Linked DNA regions of Mus musculus: regions 1, 2 and 4 are each linked to region 3. The links are chromatin contacts, called in public ChIA-PET and promoter capture Hi-C maps. All regions are on one chromosome and are shown on one strand. The core of a region is the stretch at or near the end of the contact, and the rest is flanking DNA. Distances in the headings are between cores, read along the strand shown. Region 1 holds the start of St6galnac4 (ST6 (alpha-N-acetyl-neuraminyl-2,3-beta-galactosyl-1,3)-N-acetylgalactosaminide alpha-2,6-sialyltransferase 4). Region 2 holds the start of Fam102a (family with sequence similarity 102, member A). Region 3 holds the start of Fam78a (family with sequence similarity 78, member A). Region 4 holds the start of Prdm12 (PR domain containing 12).

The links. Promoter capture Hi-C pulls out the DNA fragments that hold promoters and counts their contacts. ChIA-PET counts read pairs in DNA pulled down with a chosen protein or histone mark.
Region 1: a contact with region 3 is called in an RNA polymerase II ChIA-PET map of effector CD8 T cells, with 6 read pairs. The contact joins the promoter of St6galnac4 here to the promoter of Fam78a in region 3. A contact is called at or near these places in 2 of 39 promoter capture datasets (liver and stem cell-derived epiblast-like cells) and 1 of 115 datasets of contacts at active chromatin or transcription factors (effector CD8 T cells).
Region 2: a promoter capture Hi-C map of neural stem cells shows a contact between it and region 3. The contact joins the promoter of Fam102a here to the promoter of Fam78a in region 3. A contact is called at or near these places in 1 of 39 promoter capture datasets (neural stem cells), 2 of 115 datasets of contacts at active chromatin or transcription factors (embryonic stem cells and pro-B cells) and 1 of 9 other capture datasets (pancreatic islet).
Region 4: a promoter capture Hi-C map of embryonic stem cells shows a contact between it and region 3, with 2.0 times the contacts expected there. The contact joins the promoter of Prdm12 here to the promoter of Fam78a in region 3. A contact is called at or near these places in 6 of 39 promoter capture datasets (the 3T3-L1 cell line, 3T3-L1-derived adipocytes, the SN4741 cell line and 2 more), 5 of 484 Hi-C or Micro-C datasets (all in embryonic stem cells) and 3 of 115 datasets of contacts at active chromatin or transcription factors (all in embryonic stem cells).

The regions. Positions count from the first base shown.
Region 1 is chr2:32,585,724-32,588,471 of GRCm38.p6, forward strand. St6galnac4 (ST6 (alpha-N-acetyl-neuraminyl-2,3-beta-galactosyl-1,3)-N-acetylgalactosaminide alpha-2,6-sialyltransferase 4) reads left to right here and starts at 1,355. Exons shown (of 6, transcript NM_001276425.1): 1 at 1,355-1,504; 2 at 1,858-1,958. The coding sequence starts at 1,947.
Region 2 is chr2:32,533,871-32,536,722 of GRCm38.p6, forward strand. It overlaps Fam102a (family with sequence similarity 102, member A), which reads left to right and starts at 1,489. Exons shown (of 11, transcript NM_153560.4): 1 at 1,489-2,362. The coding sequence starts at 2,217.
Region 3 is chr2:32,082,193-32,085,183 of GRCm38.p6, forward strand. It overlaps Fam78a (family with sequence similarity 78, member A), which reads right to left and starts at 1,513. Exons shown (of 2, transcript NM_175511.4): 1 at 392-1,513. The coding sequence starts at 714.
Region 4 is chr2:31,638,657-31,641,376 of GRCm38.p6, forward strand. Prdm12 (PR domain containing 12) reads left to right here and starts at 1,381. Exons shown (of 5, transcript NM_001123362.1): 1 at 1,381-1,665. The coding sequence starts at 1,443.

The sequences.
Region 1 (2,748 bases), core at 105-2,604, 500 kb after region 3:
TTCTTTTTGATTAATGATGTGGGAAAGGGATGCCTACTGTGGGCAGTGCCACCCCAGGCAGGTGGTCTAGATGGTTATAAGAAAGGTAGTTGAATGTGAGGCTAGTTAGCAGCACTGCTCCATGGCCCCCTCCTCCATGCCCTCTGCTCCAGTTCCTGTCCCTAGGCTCCAGCCCTGACTTACCTCAGTGATGGACTGTGATGTGGGAGTTGTAGACTGAAATAAAACCTTTCCCTCACGTTGTATTCGGTCATAGTGTCTGTCACAGAAACACAAAGCTACATAGAAAGATCCTGTCTGAAATAATAACTTGTAGTGTGCTGTTCATGTTGGCAAGGGTCTTTGAGCTGAGAGATAAGGAGTCCCACTAGGAAAGTGACTAGAGAATGCAGCCAGTGGAAGGTCCTGAGGCAGGAATGCGCTTGATGTGATAGGTCAGAAAGTAGCCGAAAGGGAGGGATTCCATCTGAATCCTCAGAGGATCACAGGCAGGGGGACGGCCACAGGAACCAAGCAGAAGTACGATTTTCTGGTGGTGCCCTGAGCTGTCTGTCTCTGCCCTTTCTCACTGGGACAGGGATATTTTTCCCACTTAACAGAAAAGAAAGGTGGGGTGTGGGGGAGGGACCTGCCTCAGGCATGGGCTGCATTGACATAACCAATACAAAGTGGCTGTTTTAAAAACAGCCTGCTGGGCAGTGGTGGCATACACCTTGAATTCCAGTACTTGGGAGGCAGAGGCAGGCTGATCTCTGTGAGTCCAAGGCCTACAGAGCAAGTTCCAGGCAAGCCAGGGCTACACAGAGAAACCCTGTCTTGAAAGCCTAAAACCAAATCAAACCACCAACAACAAAACAACCTGAGCCACTAATCCCAGCTCCCAATTCTCTAGCAGAGATAGCTGGATCTCGGTGAGTTTGAAGCCTGCCTGAAAAATGTGGGGTCCTGTCTCAAAAACACGTTTCTTCATTGCCTATCTGATATTCATAGTCAAGTTCACATCATTTGAGCTGACAACCCAACAACTATCCTGAAACTCAGGGCTGCTTAGTTTGAAGCCTTTGCTTCATTTCCTATCCCCTGTTACTTCCCGGGTAATTTCAGAAATGGAGAACCTCAATTCTCCACGGCCAGTAGCCATCACACGGGTGGCTCTCTTACTGTCTTCCTTCCAATCACACAAGGACTAGAGTGGGAAGACAAACTAGACAGGCCCCGCCCTCGACGTCGAGACCTCGCCCCCAGCCCGGAGGTCTCTGAGACATCCACGCGCCGCTAGCCGGCGCTGCGCAGGCCCCGCCCCCTGAGCGCAAAGCCTCCGCCCCTCCCAGAGGCCCCTCCCACGCCCCCGGCTGCGCTGCTCTAGCTTCAGGCTTCAGAAGCTGCGGCCGCAGCACCGCCTCCTACCCGGGGCCCGGTTCCAGCCCCTCTGGCCCGGCGCACTGGACATGGAGCTCCGAGCAGCGCATCCTGAGCCCCCAGCGCACTCCAATCCGCTCGTTCGGTTAGCGCCCAGCTTGGGGAGGGGACGGTGGAAGCTAGCCGGGTGAAAACCTCACATCCTGCCCGCCCCAGGCCTCTCCATCACCCCGCGGTAGAGAGTTGGGATGGATGGGAACGATGTTCTCCTGGCTCCTGGCTTTCTTTGCCTGCCTCCGACCGAATGGATGACCTTGAGCCGAGAGCGTCTCCTCTTTGCCTCTCCTTCCCCATCTGCACAATGGGAATTGGTTTGGCAAGGTCTCTGAACTCACGGCCTTTAGAATGGGACACGTTGTCACATGCTTGGAGACTTAAAGGCTTTTGGTTCCTGGGCCCGTTTTTCTTGATCTGGATTTGTCTCTTCCCTTGCCTCAGTTTCTCTCATATCCTGGGACCAGCTTCCAGCCTTTCTCATCCCAAGCACTGGAGACAGCAGCCTCCAGACTGCTAAGAGCAGAGACAGCATGAAGGCCCCGGTAAGTGACAGGGAAGAGAAAAAGTTGCCTGGGGATTTGGGGGTGACCTGGGTAGAGCTTTACAGCCGCCTCCCACACCCGGAGTTACAGTGATCCCCTAACCCCTTTTGGTGTCGGGGGATGAAACTCAGAGCCAGGCACATGCTAAGCACATGCTCTAGCATGGAGTCCCTCCCACAGCCCTTAGTAGTTGCTTCTGCGCCAGCCCCCTGCTCCTGGGGCTGTGTGACCCCAGGCCGGTGTCTTCCCCTTTTGGTTTCAGTTTGTTTTTCTCACCTAGAAATGGAAGTAACCCGGTGTCACTTAGTTGGGAGGGAGGTGTGAGACTGAGTGTGACGCTCTGGTCTTTCTGTCTTTACCAGTGAGCCCCCTGAGTGCTGGAGTGGGGAGGTTAATTACCACTGCCCAAGTCAAGGTCTCTGGTCCCTTGTGGGCAGCAGACCAGTTGTTGTGTAGAGCCGGAGGCCTTAGGAGCTGTGAACCCGGTCTCCTGGACAGCTGGCCACACAGAGAAGACTTATTTTTAGAAACTGATGTGGCTTATGGACAGACAAGGAAGGGTGGGCCCCTGGCAGGATGTGCTGGGGGCTGTTCTACACCTCTGCCTTTCTGGGTACACTGGCTAGCTCCTAGTGTTTCTTCTGGAATGACTTTGGGCCTAGAAAACTGGAGTTCTGAGAGTCACAGGTACTGAGATGGATGGCCCAGCACACAGTGGTAGACACCTTGCTGGGTGCTTTCAGTGGGTGTGCAGGAGGTCACCCCCAGGTGACCGACCCAGAGGGCTTCT
Region 2 (2,852 bases), core at 239-2,738, 450 kb after region 3:
TCATATCAACAAACGTAATTTATTTTTTAAAAGACAAAGCCTTCAGGCCTCTACTTCCTCACCTTCAAAAGGAGATGCCTAGCTACATCAGGGAGGTCTGGATGGATTGGTTCGTTTCATCTCCAATCTGACTGCGTTTTCCACATTATGGGACAATTATGAGGAGCAGAGATTGCCACCCATGCTTCTGAAATGTAAGCTCAGGAAGTCTTCATGCACATGTCCAAACATGATATCATGCATGGTATCAAACATGATGTCCGGCAGAGAATTTACATCTCAAATGCCAATCAGCCCAACTCTCTTTAATTTTCCACAGGGAAGTCCAGCAGACCTTAACTTATCTCCTGCCCGGATCAAAAACGGCCTTTCACTCACCCATTTCCCCATTTTCTTTCCTCCAAGTTATCTGATGCCAGAACAATCAAGTCACTATCTAGCTCAAAAAACCAGGAGATGCCTCCTTCTTTGCTCTGGTCTACAAGACTGGGCCAGATTCTAGCCTGATCTGCTGTTCTCTCAAATTAGAATTCATCCAGGGATACTCCACAAACTTTTTGAGTACCATGCTGCCGGGCCAGCAGGCCTCTAGTGACTGCCACTGCCTGTACCCCGATGCTTGGCCGGCTTTGTGTCAGAATCCTTTGAACTTCCGTTCCAATCCGAAAGCACACGCCTCCTCTGACCTCCCTACTTGAGTTCTTCAGCAGACTCTCAGATCCAGTCTTTCCACTGGGTGCCTGCCTGACTCAGGACAGAGTTCCTAAACACTGGCGGCCTGGATAAAAAGAATCATAAAATGCCGATAGTTTGGAGAGTACGAGGTCCCCAAGGTGTCCTTTGCCATAACTATCGGGAAACTTTAAACAAAAGCCTTAGATAACAGCCTGGAACCAGGCAGGCCGAGTCACAAGGTTGCCGGGCTCCAATGGATCTTCAAGAGCGGCAAAGCCAGGACAGATGCTTGTCATTTTTAGAGGCGAGCAAGACCTGCATAGGTCTTGAGACACCTCTGCGATTGTTTTCCTGAGAACAGGGGTGCTACCTCCTCAGCCTGCTTCATTGCTCACTGAGCTCAGGTCTTGGCGGGATCCGGGCAGGCCGTTCTAGCCCTAGTTTCCAGATTGTTTCCCCTAGTCATTGTTTCTCCTTTTCTTGGGCTCGCGCTCTCCTCCCGTTCTTTCCAGTGCCGGCCCCCACACCCCGCGACCTCCCACCGCCTCTCCGCACCCCCCCCCACCGCGCTTCTCAAGGAGGCGGGTCCAGCCCCGCGAGCGCTCCAATCCGAGCGCCCTCAACTGGCCCTGCCTCCGCGAGCCCCGCCCCACGCCACCGCCAGCCAATAGAAATTCGTGTTCGTACAGTCGGCCTGTCCAATCGCAGGTTGGCTGTGAGCCTCGCGCGCCCCGCCCCTGCTGCTCTCGGCCGCGGCTCCGCGGGCGGTCGCGCCGGGGCTTCGGCATTCTCCGAGCAGCGCCGAGCTGCGTCGGGCTCAGCCGGCTGCGTCCGGAGGTGCGGGCGACGGCGCCGCTGTGCTCCAGCGGTGCTAACCGAGGCAGAAGCCATCCGGCCGGGTCGGAAGGCGCCTGAGACTCGGGCAGGGCAGGAGCGGCGTAGGTCCCAGGACTGAGCGGGAGGCGGACCGGCACACGTTCCCGGCCCGGCAGAGCCTCCCGAAGCGGTCCCTGCAGAGCCGGGTCGGTCGCCGAGGTGGCTTCCGCTTCCCGGGGCCTCACCTGCGCAGGCCGCGGTGCGCCAGGTGCGGAGGCGTGTGCGTCGCCTGGGCACCTCCCACGGCAGCCAGCGGGGCGGAGGCGGGGCCGCCGCCCGGGTCTCCAGCGGTTCGCCCGGCCGTCTCCGTCAGTCTCACCGGTCCGCCGGGCCCCGCGGATCGGGATGCTGCTGCTCGCTTGCGAGCCGCCCTCCACGCCAGCCCCCGCTGCCGGGGCCGCACCTCGCTGTTTACATGTCAGTGGAGCCCGGGTTCCCCGAGGGTGAGAGCAGCCGGCTCACTGGACCTGGGGCTCCGAACTCAGATCCTCTCCTGCCCGCAGCCTCCGCCGCCATCTGGACTGGATCCAGCTCTGGTGTTTTTGAGGAGGGGGGTGTGGTGTCGGGAAAGGAATCCTGGGGTTTTCTAGTATCCCCTTCTTTTTTTCTTTTTTCTTTTCTTTTTCTTTTTGGCCCTGCGGGCTTCAGACTCAGGGAACTTGCTCATGGCTTTTTTGATGAAGAAGAAGAAATTTAAATTTCAAACCACTTTCACCTTGGAGGAGCTGACTGCGGTCCCCTTCGTGAACGGGGTCCTCTTTTGCAAGGTCCGGCTGCTGGATGGCGGGGATTTTGTCAGCTTGTCGTCCAGGTAGGCATTGAGGTTTTCGCGTTTGCAGGGGAGGGTGGGGAGTGCTGATGAGTGAGATCTAGCCACTTGGCAAATGTGGAAGACTCAGCTAGGGACGGATGGGCAAGGGGCCCGCCTGGGGAAAGATTTGCTCTAAGCAGGACTTAGGTCTGAGTGAGCTGGCAGAGCGCCTGGCATTTGTCTGCAGGTGACCAGCCAGAAACCTTTTAGGGCCCTGCGTGCACTCTTCAAGTCACCCGTTTTACAGATTTGTATGGAGAGAGCTGACTGAGATTTTCACTTTAAGGGATTAAGTAAGGGTGTCTCAGGCCACCTTGCCACCAAGCTGGCTCCTGTGGCTGTCATACGATTGAGAGATTGGGCCAGCCAGGGCTCTCTGGCTCTCTCCCCTTGGCTGGGAAAGCCCAGTTCCAGGCACTCCCTGGATTTGATTGCGGGAGGTGGCTGGATTTTGGGTTGCCCAGCCCCCTCTTGAGTGACTGCCCTCCAC
Region 3 (2,991 bases), core at 263-2,762:
ACGGCAAAGTCCTGTGCAAAGAAGTCTGGAAGCTGTTTTGAGGCTTCCAACCACTCCCATCAGCTAATGGGTTCATGGAGGCCTGAGCCTGGGGGGCAGAGTGATGACTTCTCTGGTGACCCCAGATGGCCCTGACACTTGCTTTACCAAAGGGGCACAGGTTCTTGTTCTCTCAGCATCTTGCCAGGGAGGACAGAACAACCCTGGGCACCAGGGATAATGGCAGGGCAGGTCTAGCTGAGCTAGGACCCTAATCAACATAAAGGCTCCCCAGAGTTGCCTGACCCAAGAAGGCTTGGAGACAGTTCCACCCCTGCCTAAAGACCCCTGCAGCCCTGCTCCAGCCTCCCCGAGCCTTCAAGGCCCCCAGCCTGTCCCCAGGAGTACTCACATGCCCTGCTCCCCGTACTGGTTGTAAAACTCCATATGGCTGCACGCCTGAATCCAACCAACGATCCAGGTCTCCTTCTTGGGAATGGGCGGCATGACCACTTGGGCTGAGGCCCGGAAGTGGGGTGTCCGATAGCGCAATACCACGCTGGAGGACTCGTCGATGCTGGTGGGGATGGGGTCGATGGAGGCTTTCACATCAATCACGGTAATCCCTTCCCGGAAGACTCTGGCTTTGCCTCCGATGCTCTGAATACAGCCCATGGCACACAGGACCGCTCTAATCTCCAGGGAAGGCCAGCAGTCCCAAAAATAACAGGGCATTGAAAGGATGGAGGTTGCAGGACCCAGTGCAGAGCGCTCAATCTAATCTCAAAACTCAAAATCGAGATCCATAGGCTAGAGAACTTAAGGAGTAGAGGAGGTTTGCATAGCACTGCCGGGTCCTGTTATAAATATGGGTTCTGTTGCATCTCAAGAGCCCTGGGCTCCCTCTTCTAGCAGTGGGCAAAAGCCACCGATATTCTTTGGGTTTAAAAAAAGAAAAGTTTGGAGTTTAATGGAGAAGCATGTTTTTCTGACATCCAGCGCTGCGTCCTCACACTTGGGGATGGCAGCTCGGACACTCTCCCTGAAGTCTTCGCAGGAAGCAGACGGGCTCTGCCAGGCACATAAATAAGGAAGGCTCGGTCCCCGCGCGGTCGCGCCACCCTCGCTGCAGAACGCCGACTTCCTGCCCTTCTGCCTTCCGCACCGGCTCCCTGGAACACACGCGCCCGCCCGGCGGGGCCCAATCAATTGCAGCGTGAGCTCCGATTCAAGCGGCAGAGGTCCGACGTCCTGTGAGGCCCGTATCCACCCGCCCTTCCGAGAGGTGCGCTCCGGGTTAGGTGCTCGCCAGGTCCCCTCCGGCGCCCACTCGCGCGTTCCTCTGCCACTGTCGCTGTAGCCGCTGACTGCCGCGCAGGGCTCCGGGACTGCACTCGGATATCCGCCGCCGCCTGCTTCGCCTCGGCCGCCGAGGACCTGCAGAGAGGTGGAAGGCACAGGGCGGCAAAGTTGAGCCGAACTTTACTGCGGGGGACTCGAGGGCGCGGCGATGCCTGTGCGCCGGGCACGGGCTGTGGAGCTGACGGCGCAGCTCTGGGCGGTCTCCCCGGAGGTGGCGCCCCCCTCCGCCCGCCCCGTCAGTGGCGGCCGCACGACTGCGCGCACCAGCGAATAATCGCCTCCCGTGACATCTCCGCTGACACCGGTTTAGCTCGAGGGAGGGGTGAGGGGTCGTTCAGACTGCCACCGCAGTGGGTCACTAGGACCTCCCGGCTCGGGTACTGCGCATCAGTACCACGCCACCAGCGTGAAACGCCCCTTCTCGCTCCAGTGTCTCGATCCCCGGGGCCTCAGTGCCAAGCCCAGGCCGGTCTTTTAAGGCATTCTGCCCTTTGCCGGCAGAGGTGGCTGGACACCAAGAAGGCGTGTTGCCCCCCCCCCCCGCCCCACCGCGTGCCTCGGTTTCCCCTAACCAAGCTTGAGCCTTAGCTGAGCCCAGCGCGTCCCGAGCGCGCGCCTCCGCCGAGGAACTTTGGCAGTCAGGTTCCCACCCAGGGGGCGTCACGAACTCACCTGCCCCTAGGGCCGCTCCAGGTGCCTGGGTCACCGCCCTCCGGTCTTCCCTAACCTCTCTGCCCGCACGTTTTCGGGGCGCCCCCTCCCCTGGGCAGTGTCCCCTGGCTCTTATCTACTAGGGTCCGGGGATGGCGTGGGCGCCTCGGATCCCCAAGCCCCTCCTGGCTCCGGGCTGCTGTGGGGATGGCCGGGGGCGGAGGGCTGAGGCTCGGGGCTCTCTCGCCCCCACCCCGAGCGCCTCCTTATTTTATGATCATTATGAGCGTGCTGTCACCGCTCTGCCCCGCCGCCGCGCCGCAGCCGCCTGGCGCGCCCCGCGCCGCCTCGCTCTGCTGCAGCATCGGAAAGGCAACCAGGTCAAACTTTGCAGAAACTCGGTCCCTGCGCCTGTCTGGCCCCTGTGTTCGTCCGCAGCCGCGCGACAACGCGCACCGGCGCACGCAGGACCTGCGCTCGCCCGTGCGCCCCGTGGGATGCAGGTCCGCAGGCGGTAGCGTGCAGGCGGGTAGGCACCGCCTCCTCCTCCAGCCCGCCCGGCTCTCCTCCCTAGCTCTGGCACTCAGCACACTCTCCCCCCCCTCTCTCTCTCTCTCTCTCTCTCTCTCTCTTCTTTCCCACCTCTCTGCAGCTGCTGGGGGAGTTGAGCCTCTTCTTGCATAAACGACATTTCCTTTTTTTCTAACCCTAGGAATTCTGGGTAGTGTAGTTCTGTCTTTCTCGGGTCCTGGGGTTGGGGGTGTTCCTATTGCCCTTTGACTTCTGGATGCCAGCAGCTTTCCAGTTCAGGAGACTTGGGGCACTGCCCTGGGGATCCTAGCTGCCGGAGTTGGTGGTTGGGTGGAAAGCATGGAAGTTTTGGGAAGCTCCAAGACTTGGGAAGGTTTGGAGGGTGGGAAAAGTTGGTGTCTCCCAACCCCCAAACCCCAACCCTGTATTGATCATGTTTGTATCTTCAGCATGGTGAGAGGGTTGTCA
Region 4 (2,720 bases), core at 131-2,630, 440 kb before region 3:
GGAAGGAAGGAAGAGAAAGGAGCCAGGAAAGAAAGAATCATCATTAAGAGACCAAAAAGAAAGAGGAACGTCTGGTGGCTTCCTAGGTTGAAATCCCAGTAGACTGATTCCAAAGCAGGGCCCAGCAGATGGCTTTGCCCTGGGCCGTCCGCAATTTCAGAGGCATTTTGGGTGTCTGCAATTCCCATCTTGCATTGCTCTAGGGTATTCCACAGATGTGAGTATCTGATGACCTTTCAATACTCCCCACCCCAACTTAGTACTCCTAGGGCTGGTAACCTTTCTATGGTAGGTGAGATCCAGCCCCGACGGCGACTCCTCAGCAGCCCTCTGTGCTGGTGACGGAAGTTTTACACTGGCTGTGCGCAGCGAGCAGAGCTCTTGGGGAGCCCGTTTAGGACGAAGCGCCCGCTTGGGTAGCGCTGCCAGCGCAAGAGATCTGCATCTCCCAAGCTGTCCGGGTTGCCACCGCAGCTTAAGGAGTGAAGCCTCTAAAGAGCAGAGGGTGTGGGACGAAGGAGAGGTGGGGATCGGACAGAGTACTGGGCTTGGTTAAGGAGATAGGCAAAGCACCGGCAGCTCTGGGAGTGGCCCGCAGAGCTAGGAAGGTGAAGGCCTAGCTTGGGATCCACAGTGATCAAGGATCTTGCTTAGCCCGGGTGAGCATGGGGACCCGCGGGGTTTGCAGCCATACGCCCCCTCTTTCTCAGTCTAGTCCCGGGAGTAAAGGCAAGCCTCGCTGCGCAGCATCCCCTACTTCAACACCCGTCCCCCCCCACCCCCCTTCCTCGCTCCGGGCCGCGAGTTGAGCCTCCCTCCCTGCCTGGAGCTTCCCACGGGGAGAAGAGGAGGAGGGGGAGGAGGAGGAAGGCTGGGGGGAGGGAGGAGCAGAGGGAGACTATTCTGAGCGGTCCGCACGCTGCCCCCGCCCCTCGCGCTGTCGGTGAAGGCTCCTTCGAGCCTGGCCGGGTACAAGTCTGTCCTTCGACGTCAGGGGGTCATTAATAACCAATTAGGAGGGTCACTGCAGCTCCTATAAAAGAGCTGAGATTTTGCTAAGGGGAGGACGGTCCTGGCTGGGTGTATAGAAGGCTAGTGGGAAACCGAGAGTCCTTGGTCGTTGTCTCTCTACAGCCACCCGCCGCCCACCCTTCCCGCACCCCTCCTGGTATCCACCCTTGTCTCCACCCGCGGACTTCCAGCCCTCCGTGCTGCCTCTGCCATCTCTGCAGATTTTGTGAATCTCCGGTTTGGCTCCCTGTCTTCCCAGCCATCTCTTGCCACGCACTCCCCAGTGCACCCTCCTCCTGCTCCTCTTCCTCCTCCTCCCTCGTGTTGTGTCACCCTCCTCTCCTTTCATTCCTTTGACCCCTCTTCGTTGCCCACCTCTCCGGAGTCCACCTAGCCGTCCTTCGGCGCCCGCGGCGAGCCCTCCGCCGCCCATGATGGGCTCTGTGCTCCCAGCTGAGGCCCTGGTGCTCAAAACAGGGCTGAAGGCTCCGGGGTTGGCGCTGGCAGAGGTCATCACCTCCGACATCCTGCACAGTTTCTTATATGGCCGATGGCGCAACGTGCTAGGCGAACAGCTGCTGGAAGACAAGAGCCACCACGCCAGCCCAAAAACGGCCTTCACGGCCGAGGTCCTGGCGCAGTCCTTCTCAGGAGGTGAGTGTGCCGTCGGGGCTCCACTCCTTCGCTCTTCCTGGCTACCCCCAATTCTCAGGTTAGCGGCACGGGTCCAGATGGGGAACACAGGGGCTGGGGCTGCCGCTCCCAGCCAGGATGCGCTCTCCCTAATCAGCGCACCTCAGTTTTTTCGTGGGTCCAACCTGGGTTGCAACGGCCTCATGGAAGCAGAGAAGAGGCATGTAGGAATGCAGGAGGCTCAGGGACCAGATCCCAACGACCGGAGCGACTTACCTCGGTCAGCCCGGGCTCTCCTGTGTCGTCTCTCCCCACCCCATCCTCCAGCCTGGAGCTGGCGGTTTCCTGGCATTAAAAGCCTTACTGGGCGTGTAATAGCAGTTGACTCAAAAAGAAGGGGTTTTAAATTCATTTGGTTAACTTGGGCTTGACCCGCGAAAGTTCCCACTTAAACCACAAACTTTAAAAGACAGCCGGGGCCGGGAAGGGGCGGAGGGCGGGCAGGCCGGAGAGAAAAAGCCGCAGAGAGCGAGGGAGAGAAAGAGAGCGAAGAAAGTTTCTTTTCTTTAAGATGTCTCAAGTTCTTATTCCTCATTCGTCACCCCGCAAACAATATCTTTCCCCAGCGCTGGCGTCTCTGAGCGACGCCCTCTCTTCCCCTTTAAGATCGCTGTTCCTCTCTTAATTTACCGTGAAGACTAATTCCACTTCCATTCACGCTATGTCAACCATCTAATCCTGCCTTTTTGTAAGGGGAATTCCTCGGCCCCTTTTAAACAAGTCCCCTCCGCATTGAGATACAATTTACTGCTACAGCTTTCTTCCAGGGCTAATGAATTTAGAATTAGCAATTTCTTTCGAATGGAACCGAATGAATGCGATCACTTTAACAGCGTGACAAATTGCCGGCCGCTCCGCAATGGACACCGTTTAACCCCCCCTTTCAGCCGGCCGGCTCGCCGGGTATTTTCCCAGGTAGCTTAGAGGGGAACCTTGTAAGACATGGAGGCCGCCCCTGTGTGCCTCAACGCTCCCACCCCTGCCGCAGAGGCCCCACCGGGGATCCTCTCGGGGTT